Linked DNA regions of Zea mays: region 2 is linked to region 1. Evidence: chromatin contacts called from public Hi-C data. All regions are on one chromosome and are shown on one strand. Each heading gives the region's core, a stretch centred on a gene start, on an enhancer-like site or on the middle of the called end of the contact. The rest is flanking DNA. Distances are from core to core; before and after follow the strand shown.

What was found. Hi-C and Micro-C count contacts between places; a contact is called where the count stands out from the background.
Region 2: a Hi-C map of tassel shows a contact between it and region 1, with 2.5 times the contacts expected there. The contact joins the promoter of LOC100282039 here to the promoter of LOC100274362 in region 1. A contact is called at or near these places in 2 of 25 Hi-C or Micro-C datasets (ear and tassel).

What each region holds. Positions count from the first base shown.
Region 1 is chr4:102,030,458-102,033,163 of Zm-B73-REFERENCE-NAM-5.0, forward strand. LOC100274362 (ubiquitin-associated (UBA)/TS-N domain-containing protein) reads right to left here and starts at 1,312. Exons shown (of 12, transcript NM_001148722.1): 1 at 1,125-1,312; 2 at 815-971; 3 at 630-725. The coding sequence starts at 1,292.
Region 2 is chr4:102,526,148-102,528,853 of Zm-B73-REFERENCE-NAM-5.0, forward strand. LOC100282039 (glucan endo-1,3-beta-glucosidase 4) reads right to left here and starts at 1,368. Exons shown (of 3, transcript NM_001154952.1): 1 at 810-1,368. The coding sequence starts at 1,134.

The DNA of each region.
Region 1 (2,706 bases), core at 62-2,561:
AAGGACAGTATCATTGGTTAGGCTCACTCCAACGGAGCAGCCATCCGGCCAGGGAAAGCTAAAATAGCTGCCCTGGAGCCACTGTAGCAGTGCAATCCTTCATCCAACGGAGCAGCTAAACGGGCCAGGTAAAATGGAAGGCAGGAGCGAGAAAAGCCATATTGCCTGGTTCTGTGACCGGAAGCTAAATTCTTCGTTCTTGACTGACCACTGGGCCCCAGCGTCTACTCCATTCTAGCTGAACGTATGGATAGCTGTGCTGTTGGAAAGATCTAGCGTATGGCTGGGCAGGTAAACTAAATACACCAGCCAAAAGTACAGATGGCTGCCCGATTTGCATGCCTCACGAGTGAGCCTTAGATGCAAGTTATTCCCTTGTGGCAGCATATGTTCCCAAGTAATGCAAAAACACTTTTCAACTTTGCAAAGGATCAACTAGGGAGAAGACCATAACCAACTAAATAAAATAGGCCATCTTGGATGATTCTTCACAGATTACACTTATCATGCTTCTTATATATGAAGAAAACAATACTGACCTAGGCTCTAAAATCGCAAGCCTAAGACTTTCTGGTTTCAGTAAAGAACTCAAGACATTACAGCAAGAGAACTATCATCACTTAACATACCGGAGAAGTGAAGCACCCTGGTGGCGCGCGCTGTCGAGAAACCCATGCCCTCAAGGTCCGTGAGCATCTCCTTGTTCACCTCCGGGACAACCATCTCTGCCCAACCATAATACAGCACAATAGTTAGTCAGTAAGTAACAGCATCAAAGCTCATGAGGCCGAGACAATGGAAACAACCACCAAACCTTGTGGCTCCCCACTCGCCGAAGCCGACGTGTCTACGTCCATGACATCCTCGGAGGCCGGCTTAAGCGGCGCCTCGAGATCGATGGGTTTGGCTGCCTCCGCGGTCTTGTCCGCGAACTCCGTATGGCCCGTGCGCTTGGTGTGCAGGTCCACCTCCTGGGCACCGCCACGGAAACAGTAAGCATCGAGACCAAGCTATCGGAATCGGATCAAGAATCGCGCCACGCTCACCGAAGTGAATCTACGAGGCACCAAAATTCGACAGGCAAATTGAGGAGAGGAAGAGAGGGAAGGATGGTGGGATCTTACGGTCTGGGAGCGGCATGGCTTGCCGCAGTCGGAGCAGACGAAGTTGAGGACGGCCTCGGTGGACTCGACGAAGTTGGCGTGGTTGGTGGCCTCGGCGTGCGCCTGCGCCTCCTCCACACTACGCAGCTGCGCGCCGCAGTCACCGCACAGTAGCGACAGCCCCGCCATTGCCGCAGCCGCCGCCAATGACGCTTCGATCGCCTCGAGTCTGCAGCAGATGTGGGTAGAGATGGCCAAACCGGCAGCCCGGCCCGGGCCCGGTGAAGCCCGCCACGTTTTAGGCCTGGCCCGTCAGGCACGGTTAGAAAACTAGGTTGGGCCTTCTAAGCTCGTAGGCTTAATTTTCTGTCAGAGCCCGGCTCGCAACGGGCCTAAACGGGCCGGCCCGTTTAGCACGAAAAAAGCGGGCCAAAAGCGGGCTAAGTGGGTCGAAAAGCACGTTTTAGTACAAAAAACGGGCTTAACGTGCTTAGAAGTAAACGGGTCGTGTCGGGCTAGTCCACCGTGCCTAGTTTCCTGTCCAAGCCCGGCCCGCTTATTCGTGCTGGGCCGGTCTGGGCCGCATAGAACCGGGCCGTGTCGGGCTCGGACCGGACCCAAATAGCGGGCTTCGTGTCGTGCTCGCGGGCCTCGTGCTTATTGGCCATCTATAGATGTGGGTGCAATGGCAATGGGTATTGGAACTCGATACTAATGGGTAAAAAGTCGGCTGATCGTGTGTTGTGACGGTTCATAATAATACTCACATAAACTATCGAACAAAAAGATTTTAAGATTTTTTTATTGATTGCCTCCGCTTTACATATAATTTTTTTATTTAACTAATTGATGTTGTTGTTAACTCTATTTAATATATTTTGGTATAACACGGTCAATCAAAGAAGCGATTAGAAGAGAGTTGACTAACTGTACGAATAAAGATTATACGATGACATAATTCCATCATATAAAGATTAATAAGAGAAAGTTTGTGAGCTCAAGTTTCTAAAATAAGTCACGTGAAATCAAACTTATAAAAAAAGATAGATCAAAATATGGAGTAGTTACTAAAGTCGGGCATCAATAAAAACTGGATATGCTCCATACAAATTATAGTACTTCATAGCAATCACTAACGTTTAAAACCAACAAATAACCTTTCATTTTACTGTTAGCGTGACAAATCATTGCTGCTCCATTCAATTCAACAACCTTAAACACCATGTAGTCTATTGCATCAATGTGGTCTCAGAACGATCTAATGCATGCAAGAGCTAAGAACACAAGGAACGAGCATCATGTGTTAGTGCCCGCATGAATCTCCAAATTCTAACACATATTTTGCAGGATCCATGAGTCATCATCAGAAGAACACAAACCACGTGCAGACAATAAATAAAGTATTAACACGCCCAAATTATGTTTAAATCTTAGCACAACAAAAAACTAACACACAAAACAACAGAGGAACAACATAATAATTTTTGCAATGACAGAAGGATGGGTGACAGGGACATAGAAGTGGTGCAAGTATGCCGAGTTGACACCGTGGTAAGGGAAAGGCCATGTAGACAGGCGATGTCAAGCTATCGAATGGGTACCA
Region 2 (2,706 bases), core at 118-2,617, 500 kb after region 1:
ATTTATAGTGAATTACAGTTGTCTCATGTTGCGTGTGTACATGTCAGCAATCACATTTGCTTAAATGCGTTGTATCAACCCAGGTATATCTCACAGTAAAAAAACACACTTCCTGATTAGCATCAAGCTGTACTTTTTAGGGTTTGGAGCAATGTTGTTACAAGCTACAGCAATCGTGCACCATGCACTGTAGGAGAAAGAAGAAAAACAGGTCCATAGGTTATTTGTCTTAGTTGTAGAACTTGGCCTCATCAGGGGTAGCCCATGGTCTGAATAGGGTCGTTCTGCTTAAGACATGTCCGTTGGTTCTGTAAGTTACTTGACTTCTGTTTCCTATTTCCTAATGAAATGGGGTACACCCTTTTAAAAAAAAAAAGGTTATCGGTGATGTTGATGCCGCTCATTTTCACCAGATTAGTGTAGCAGTAATATTTTCATTGCTACACAACCTAATGGCTTTCTTCTATGACATCAATGTGTACTATTATTCTCATATATCAATTGAAGCTAAGCAAAGGCAAAAGTAATAACGAAGAAAACCAAGGAGTATTAATTAGCCAGATGATGAAAGAAATTAAATAAATGATGCAAGAAACAAACGGATATATAACCCCAAAGGTTCTGGGGGAAAAAAGCAGCCAGTTTAGCATAGTATGGTTGCAAAAGGGACAGAGGACGTACTCCAAGACCGAACAGAAAAGCAAAAGCAAAAGTGATGCCGGAGAGTCGGAGTCGGAGGCGGATACTCCAAGACCGAACAGATTTAGCGAAGAACATGAAGAAGCGCAAAGTTAGTTAAGCATACTGACTAGGGTCCGTGACCGTGACGGTGGCGGTGCCGGCGAAGTCGCAGGCCCCCGGCGCGGCGCGGGAGCGCTGGAAGATGGAGTTGAAGGCGTAAGAGGCATGCGCGGCGAGGGTGTTGGGCAGGTAGCAGAGGCCGCTGGCCTGGATGGGCGCGCAGTCGGCACCCCTCGCGGGGCCGCACGCATAGTCCAGCGCCGACTGCAGCGCCTTGTCCGAGGCCTCGCTCCGCGCGATGCACCACGCCGCACACGCAGGTCGCGCCACCAGCGCCGCCAACGTCACGACAACGAGCCACAGCGCCGCGGGGAGGCGCCCGCGCCGCCGCATGTGGTGGGAGTGGACGGAGCAGGAATGGCGGCCCCGGAGAAAGAGCGAGTGAGAGAGGGAGAGAGAGGGAGAGAGAGAGGGGAAAGGTGGTGCGAAGGGAATGTGGAGCGAGACGGCAATTGTGTGGGGATATGTGGAAGAATGGAAGATGGAGGGGAGACGTACGGGGGCGGGAGGGGACGAGGATCTCCTTCTCGCGCTCCTTCCTCCCACACGCTACTTTCTTTTCTTCTTTCTTTGCTTTGGACGGGTGGTTGTTTGTGTTGGACTGGGCTTTATTAGCTATTTGTTGGGCATGGCCATTCTACTGTATGGATGCATATTCCATTTTTGCATCCTCCCCTTGAGTGCCTAGGGTTCTTTCAGCTCAAAACCCAAAGGAAAGTCCCTGTCTGCGAAAATGTCATAAGCAAGACTTCAAAGCTACCTTTCCCATTATTTTATTAAGATGGAAATTCAAAGCAGTACACTTATTATTCAGTTGGACAACATTACATATGAATCTGAGCTATTACATATGAATCTTTCGGTGCATTGAGTCTTGTTTTGTGCAACAGACATGGACACAAAGGTTATAGCAATGACCAAACGTATCAATGAAGATGCTGATTTTTTTTGCAAGGAACTCTATTGAGTAATCAGGCCTCAATGCAATGAGGCCGGAGCGCACTGGGCGGGTCCACAGGCTGCGGACGGCCAGGCAGCCACGCTGGTGGGTGGAGCCCGGAGGCGGCGAGACGTGCGAGGGCCACAGGCGGCGGTCGGAGGCTCGGAGCTGGCGTGCGCGCGCGCCTGCGCTTGCGACAATCGGAGCAGGAGTGTGCGCCTGTGCTGGTAGCGGACGGGACCGGAGTGCGTTGTGCGCAGGCGGTGGTCGGCCAACGGATGGAGTGGATGCGCGCCGGCGGCCGGGGCTGGACTTGGCCAGGCGAGGACGTGCGGCGGCTGGGCAGTTGGACTGTGGGAGGTGGCCAGACGTGGAGAGGAGTGGGGCTGGGCAGCTCGACAGTTACGCACTTACGCTAAGGCTTGAGGCTATCCGCAATCGTTACCCCTAAATTTTTCCCCCTATATCACTTTTTCCCCCTATTTTTCCCCCTATTTTTTCATCTCCCGCAGCGGTTCCCCCTAAATCACCCCCTATACTCCACTACCGCTATAAAATATCATTTTCTATACCAACTATCAATTTTTTATCTACTAACAATTACTCGTGGACCCACAGCATAGTGTTTAGGGTGATGAACAGTGACACGCTATATCTAGGGGGAGAGAGAAGGAGACCGACACGTAGGGGGCGCTGTAGGGGGCACCGCTGCGGCCATAGGGTGCCCCCTACGCGCCGCATGCAAGGGGAGGGGGATCGCTAGGGTGTACCGCTGCGCACAGCCTGAGGGGTAATTTTTTTCCCAAATCTTATGGCAGTAAAGGGCCTAACTAGACTACCCTCTAGTATAGGTGTACATTTATGCTGTGATTAATAGGCCGGTCCAAAGCACATAATTTCTGGCACGGTCCAGATCTGGCACGGCCCAACTTAATTGTGGGCATGGACCGACACGTCCCAATATG